Regions from separate parts of the Anas platyrhynchos genome. Here region 1 is linked to region 2. Evidence: chromatin contacts called from public Hi-C data. All regions are on one chromosome and are shown on one strand. Each heading gives the region's core, a stretch centred on a gene start, on an enhancer-like site or on the middle of the called end of the contact. The rest is flanking DNA. Distances are from core to core; before and after follow the strand shown. Region 1 overlaps MIB1 (MIB E3 ubiquitin protein ligase 1). Region 2 holds the start of MIB1 (MIB E3 ubiquitin protein ligase 1).

The links. Hi-C and Micro-C count contacts between places; a contact is called where the count stands out from the background.
Region 1: a Hi-C map of subcutaneous adipose tissue shows a contact between it and region 2, with 2.3 times the contacts expected there. The contact joins the enhancer-like site here to the promoter of MIB1 in region 2. A contact is called at or near these places in 5 of 8 Hi-C or Micro-C datasets (F1 follicle, liver, skeletal muscle and 1 more).

Annotation. Positions count from the first base shown.
Region 1 is chr2:54,510,536-54,513,253 of IASCAAS_PekinDuck_T2T, forward strand. It overlaps MIB1 (MIB E3 ubiquitin protein ligase 1), which reads left to right. Exons shown (of 21, transcript XM_072034783.1): 16 at 1-146; 17 at 1,910-2,102. Among named protein-coding and RNA genes, the nearest start is that of MIB1, 60 kb to the left of the region's middle. Within about 2 kb of position 1,461, at least 2 of the 8 cell types and tissues checked have an H3K27ac peak or open chromatin away from gene starts, as enhancers often do. A contact at or near this core is called in subcutaneous adipose tissue, where this site is marked.
Region 2 is chr2:54,450,868-54,453,653 of IASCAAS_PekinDuck_T2T, forward strand. MIB1 (MIB E3 ubiquitin protein ligase 1) reads left to right here and starts at 1,378. Exons shown (of 21, transcript XM_072034783.1): 1 at 1,378-1,776. The coding sequence starts at 1,548.

The DNA.
Region 1 (2,718 bases), core at 211-2,710, 60 kb after region 2:
AAGAGCGCAGCATCCATTGCCTGCTTCCTGGCAGCCAACGGAGCTGACCTCAGCATCCGTAATAAGAAGGGGCAGTCTCCTCTCGATCTCTGCCCTGATCCTAGCCTCTGCAAAGCACTGGCTAAATGCCACAAAGAAAAAGTCAGGTATGTATATTAATAAAATACCCCAGTTTTCTGTAGATTAACTGATGCATTTAAAACATCATGCTTTTACTACCTATAGTGTTAAAACATACAAGTTTTTCTTGACTTCTATTCATTTTTTTGGTATTCTGTGATACATTGAATACTGTCTACACATACATTCCTTGAAACATCTGCAAATCTTACAAGAGTTTCACACTCTGAAGTTTGAACTGTGCCTCATTCCCAGGCCTTGCTCCTCCTCTGGCTGGTACCAGCCTCCTGTCTTGTAGCTGGGTCTGAGTAGGGCTTGCTTACCATTCTCGCTCACCTCCTGTGCTGAGGATTTGCTTGCAGGCATTATACCTGATGGCCTGACTGTGCTTCTGTTTGGAAGAGCTGAGGTTTGTAGTAAAGGAAAACCAGCTATCTGACCAGGCTGTGAGGAATTTTACTGGGAGGGAGGGAGACTGAATAGATTTGGGGTTTGGTTACTTTGAAGTGGCTCTTTCTAAGCAGGAATGGGTTGTAGCAATTTTACAGAATTGGACTAGATGTCACCAGAGTGTTTTTTTTTTTTTTTTTTTTTTTTTTTCTGAAGCTTGGTTTGCAAGGATTTTGATGAGTTGGGAAGTAAACAACACTGGTTATTACATTCAGGCAGGGTGGACATTGCATTACCAGGGCCTAGAAGCACAGCACAAAGCTTGTTCATATGGGAGGGGGGTAATGGGGAGGTGGCAAAGTGCATCTGGAGGTTGGTAAAACTCCTGAAAAGAGGTGGGGGGACATCACTGAAAGGAGAACTGAGCCCTGGGACTGGTTCCCCACAGAGGCTGTGAAATCTATCTGGGCAAATTTTGAAGACTGGAATGGAGAAAAACCCTGAATAGTGTGATTTTAGGGCTGACCCTGCTTTGCATGGAGCACCTTGGAGCACCTTTTGAGTACCTGTCAGGCTGAATGACTGCATGACTTTGCAAAAAGAAAAAGAGGGATTAGGCCTGGCACCTCAGAAGCACTTCTTTAGGAATTACAATTTCACCAAAACGTCATCGAGTGCACTTAGTATGAGAAGTTGTCCTAGTTATATTCCAGTCACTGGCTTACATGATTCTTATCCTTAATTCCTGCTCAGAAGTCAGTGCATGGAAATGAAAAATGTACTTGCAAAATGTCACGAAGAGAGACTGTTCTTGTTGATGTTGCCCTAGCACGTAAGGTGCTTAATTTTCTGCAGAGACTTTTTGTCTGTCTCAGCCTCATCACTGTGGCTGTTCTTAATTCTCGCCACCTTTTATGGGCTTGTGAGCGTTGTAGGACTGAGCTGTTTACATTTAACCCATGCTCCCTCTGCTGGGTGAGCTGCAGCATAGGACACAGATGCAGGGTGAGGTCACTTCAGGAGTTCGGGGCTTCTTTTACAAGTCTGCCATTTGGAAAGTAATACAAGTATATTCAGGCTTTCCAGGTGGTAAGGTGTGCAGTTCTGAATGTATATGTTATTATTACTCTGTTAAAAACTAAACTTATGAGATGGGAAGGTAGGTTTTTTTTTTGCATTTACAAGATGCTATTCCAATTTCTGTGGGCTGTTTCTACAGAATGCCTTATCTGAGCATGAGACCTCACACTTGTGTCAACAGTACACTTGGGAATACACAGTTGGGATTGTGTTAAGATACACACTGATCCTTGAATGTATAGGAACATACAGATAAGCAGCGAATTGATGTGCAGTATGAGTTTAAAAAAAAAAGCCTGACTGCAGGGTTTCTTTGTAGTGGCCAGGTTGGTTCCCGAAGCCCGTCTATGATCAACAATGACTCTGAAACCTTAGAAGAATGTATGGTGTGTTCAGACATGAAGAGAGACACTCTGTTTGGCCCATGTGGACATATTGCCACGTGTTCTCTGTGCTCACCACGGGTGAAAAAATGCCTCATCTGTAAAGAGCAAGTTCAGTCTAGGACAAAGGTAAACATTTCCAAAGCTTTCTGTTTCTCTTTCTATTTTTAATGGAAAAGTAAAAAAGAGGTCAAGGAAAAGTGTATATTTTACGCTGTATTTTGCCTTACAGGCATTTCACTGGATGGAATTGTCAATCTTTTTGATATCTTGTCCCAACATTGTGTGTTAATCTTGTCTGTTTGCCTGTACTCGTGTCCTGTCTGCTCCTCATTCTCCCTCTCCATGTCAATGTATTTTTTTTTTTTTTTTTTTTTTGCTCAGGTCATCAGAGTTCATAATACAGCCACCTGAAGTTGTTTTATTTTTTTTCCTGGTATTTTTTTCCCATTTTAAGATAAATCGCTGTTTCTCCTGAAATATAATTTCCTCAGTTATACTGAGTTCTTTTATTCCTTAGGGCTGCTTGGAAAGATTATTCATCTGTAAACTGAGTTAGTTTTGTACTAGTTTTTATTCAGTATTACTTTCATCTTTCATTTTCTTTCTTTTTTTTTTTTTTTTGAATTATGAATTTTATTACACTTTCTTCTTCAGAGTATCAACCAGCTGTGCCCTATTTCAGGGACCTAATCCCAGTAAGTTCCTCATGTTTCTCAAATGGTTGCTCCCAGGTATTTGTGAC
Region 2 (2,786 bases), core at 128-2,627:
GGGATAGAGCAGGAATGGTCAGGAGGAGGATTTTCAGAAGAGAAAAATCTTCAGGATAATGTCTGCACACATGCACTGCTGCTGAACTGCAGCAGCATTCTCTCTTAAGACCTGTAATTCAGGAGATATCCTTCATGGAAAAAAAAAAATAAGGGGAAAATTAATCTCTGGGAAGATTTAGTCCCTTCAGATTCTGTCCAGGAGAGCTGTCACTAAGTCTTATCTCAGACTTTGTTGGTTTTCCTGGCACACATGCACTGGTTGCAAAAGGCCTTTTTATTCAACCGTACCAAAGAGTGATAGAAAACATGCATATCCTTAGATGCATATCCTTAGATGTGCATGAACCTTACACTTGCCTATAACTACCAAAGCCTGAGCAAGTAGAATGAGGCAGGTGGGAACGTTATAGGTATTATAGATCCCACATAGAGTCTTTGATAGATAAAGAAACCTCCAGCATTTCTGGGAAATTCTGGCATGTTTTTATATGTTTAATCCCAATTCTGTGTACTAAATGTAACAGGCCTGTACGAGCTGCAGGTAGCTTTTGTATGGGGAAAAGCATCTGCCAGAAAAAAAACAAACTGCCCGACAATTGCACGCTTTTCTAGGGTGGTATCTGTTAGCGTGTTGGGGTTTCCACTGCAGAAGCAGCAATCAGATGCTGCTTGGGGAGTGCCTGTTGTCAGGACACCATTTCATGTTTAAGGCACCATTCCTCAGTCTTAGTATGGGTCGGGAAGGGATGGGTTATGTGAGGAATGCAGCGGTGGTCTGGTGGTTACTTGTCCGTATGTTGGTGCTCTGCTATACGTTGCGTGAGAAACTCCACAAAGGAAGCCAGGGAATGATCTCACGGACTCTTTGGCCGTGTTAATGACCACAAAGGTGGAAGGAAGCACGAAAACTGGAAAAAAAACACAGAGGACACCAGGGCAGCTGATCTGCCTCATAGCAGACATTTCCTTGCTGAGAAGTGTATTCCTTTGTCAGATTTGGGCTTGTCTGTCTTTTTGGGTGGCTGCTTGAGAAAAGCTGGCACAGAACATGGTTAGAGAGGGAGAGAGCGGCTGGAAGACCATGTTTTGAGCGCAGGGGATTTGTGTGGGATTACAGAAGATGTATGGAGTTAATGGAAGTGCTGCTGAAAGCCTGTGCGGGGCTAACTCTGGTGGCAACCCTCGGTTGTCATGAGAGCGCTTGTGGGGTTAACAACACCAGGAGGAGGCGGAGGGACACTGGGGAACCTCGTTCCCAGCGGGGCCGCCTCCCAAACCACCTCAGCTCCCGGCGGCCGCCATTCCGCGGCCGCCTCCCCTCAGGGCCCCGCAGGCGGCGCCATGGCTGCGCGGCGGCGGCAGCAGCGCATGTGCGGGGCGCCGAGGCGGGGCCGGGGGCTGGCGGCCGCCGCCGGGCTCGGCGGGGCCCGGATGCAGCGGCGGGGCCCGTAGCGGGGCAGCGGGGAGGGAGAGAGAGCGGCGGGGCCCCGGAGGTCCCCCGGAGGAACGGGGAGGGGGGATTCTCCCCGCTTCTTCTCCGCCGGGATGAGCAGCTCGCGGAACAACCGCGTGATGGTGGAAGGCGTCGGCGCCCGGGTGGTGCGGGGCCCCGACTGGAAGTGGGGGAAGCAGGACGGCGGCGAGGGCCACGTGGGCACGGTGCGCAGCTTCGAGAGCCCCGAGGAGGTGGTGGTGGTGTGGGACAACGGCACGGCCGCCAACTACCGCTGCTCCGGGGCGTACGACCTCCGCATCCTGGACAGCGCGCCCACCGGTGAGCGGCTCCCCGGGGGTTTGTTGCTTGTTGTCGGCCTGGTGCCGCTCCTCCGTGGAGCCAGAGGTGCTGGGGAAGGAAGGGGATAAAGCTCTGGTTTGCTTCCTGCAGTGCCCCGGCTGCTGGGTGTTTGTGCTGTGAACGCGGCCGGCTTGGACAATGGGCTGGGAGCCGCACTGGCGTGATGCGGCAGCGGGAGGCTGGCAGGGAAACGGCCCTCCCAGCACCTGCTGCCACAGCGAAAACACGAAAATAAGGTCATTCTGGCCTCCCAGAAATAGGTTCAGGTGGTATCGGGCCCAGACAGCTTTCCTCAATAACGAGGTGCTTGGTTGGGTTTGTTGGGGTGCTTGAATGCTCTGCTTTTGTAGCACATCTTTCATCTAAAGTATGATGGAGAGGAGAGACCGTCTTTGAGCCAGCTGCCTGTTGTCTTACAGGTTAGAAGATCATAGCGATGGATGGGAGCTAACGGACTTCTGAGGAGATGAGGGTCGTAGGATTAATTGTAATTAATTACACAAACGTTACTAAGAAAAAAAAAAAACAACACCACATTGAATTTAACAGTGGGCCTTTCCAGATAGATCTCATTTTTCTGTGGCTGGTCCTCGCCCCTGCCTTCCTGGTTGGTTTTGCTGTTGTTTTGGGAGCGTAGATGCTGTTAAAACTTGAGCTGAAAAGCTTTTGGAAATGGCTTTTTGGATGGGAAGTGAAGAGCAGTCCTTCGGGTTGTGGATCCGTGTCTTGCAGGTGTTTATGCTTTGAAACTTTCCCTGCATTTGATGTCCTGTAGAAACCAGTGGGACTGCTTTTGCTTAAATGCATAAATGTTGAATTTATGAGCCTTGTGCGCTCATTATTCCAGCCCAGCTTCACTGGCTTGCAAGCTGATGGTATAGCCAGCTGCATCTGGAAATGGATGCTTAACACTTATTTTGACACCTTGATTTTTTTGCTTCTTTATTCCTTCTGTGTTTTTTTTTGGTTGTGTTTATACTTTAGCATTA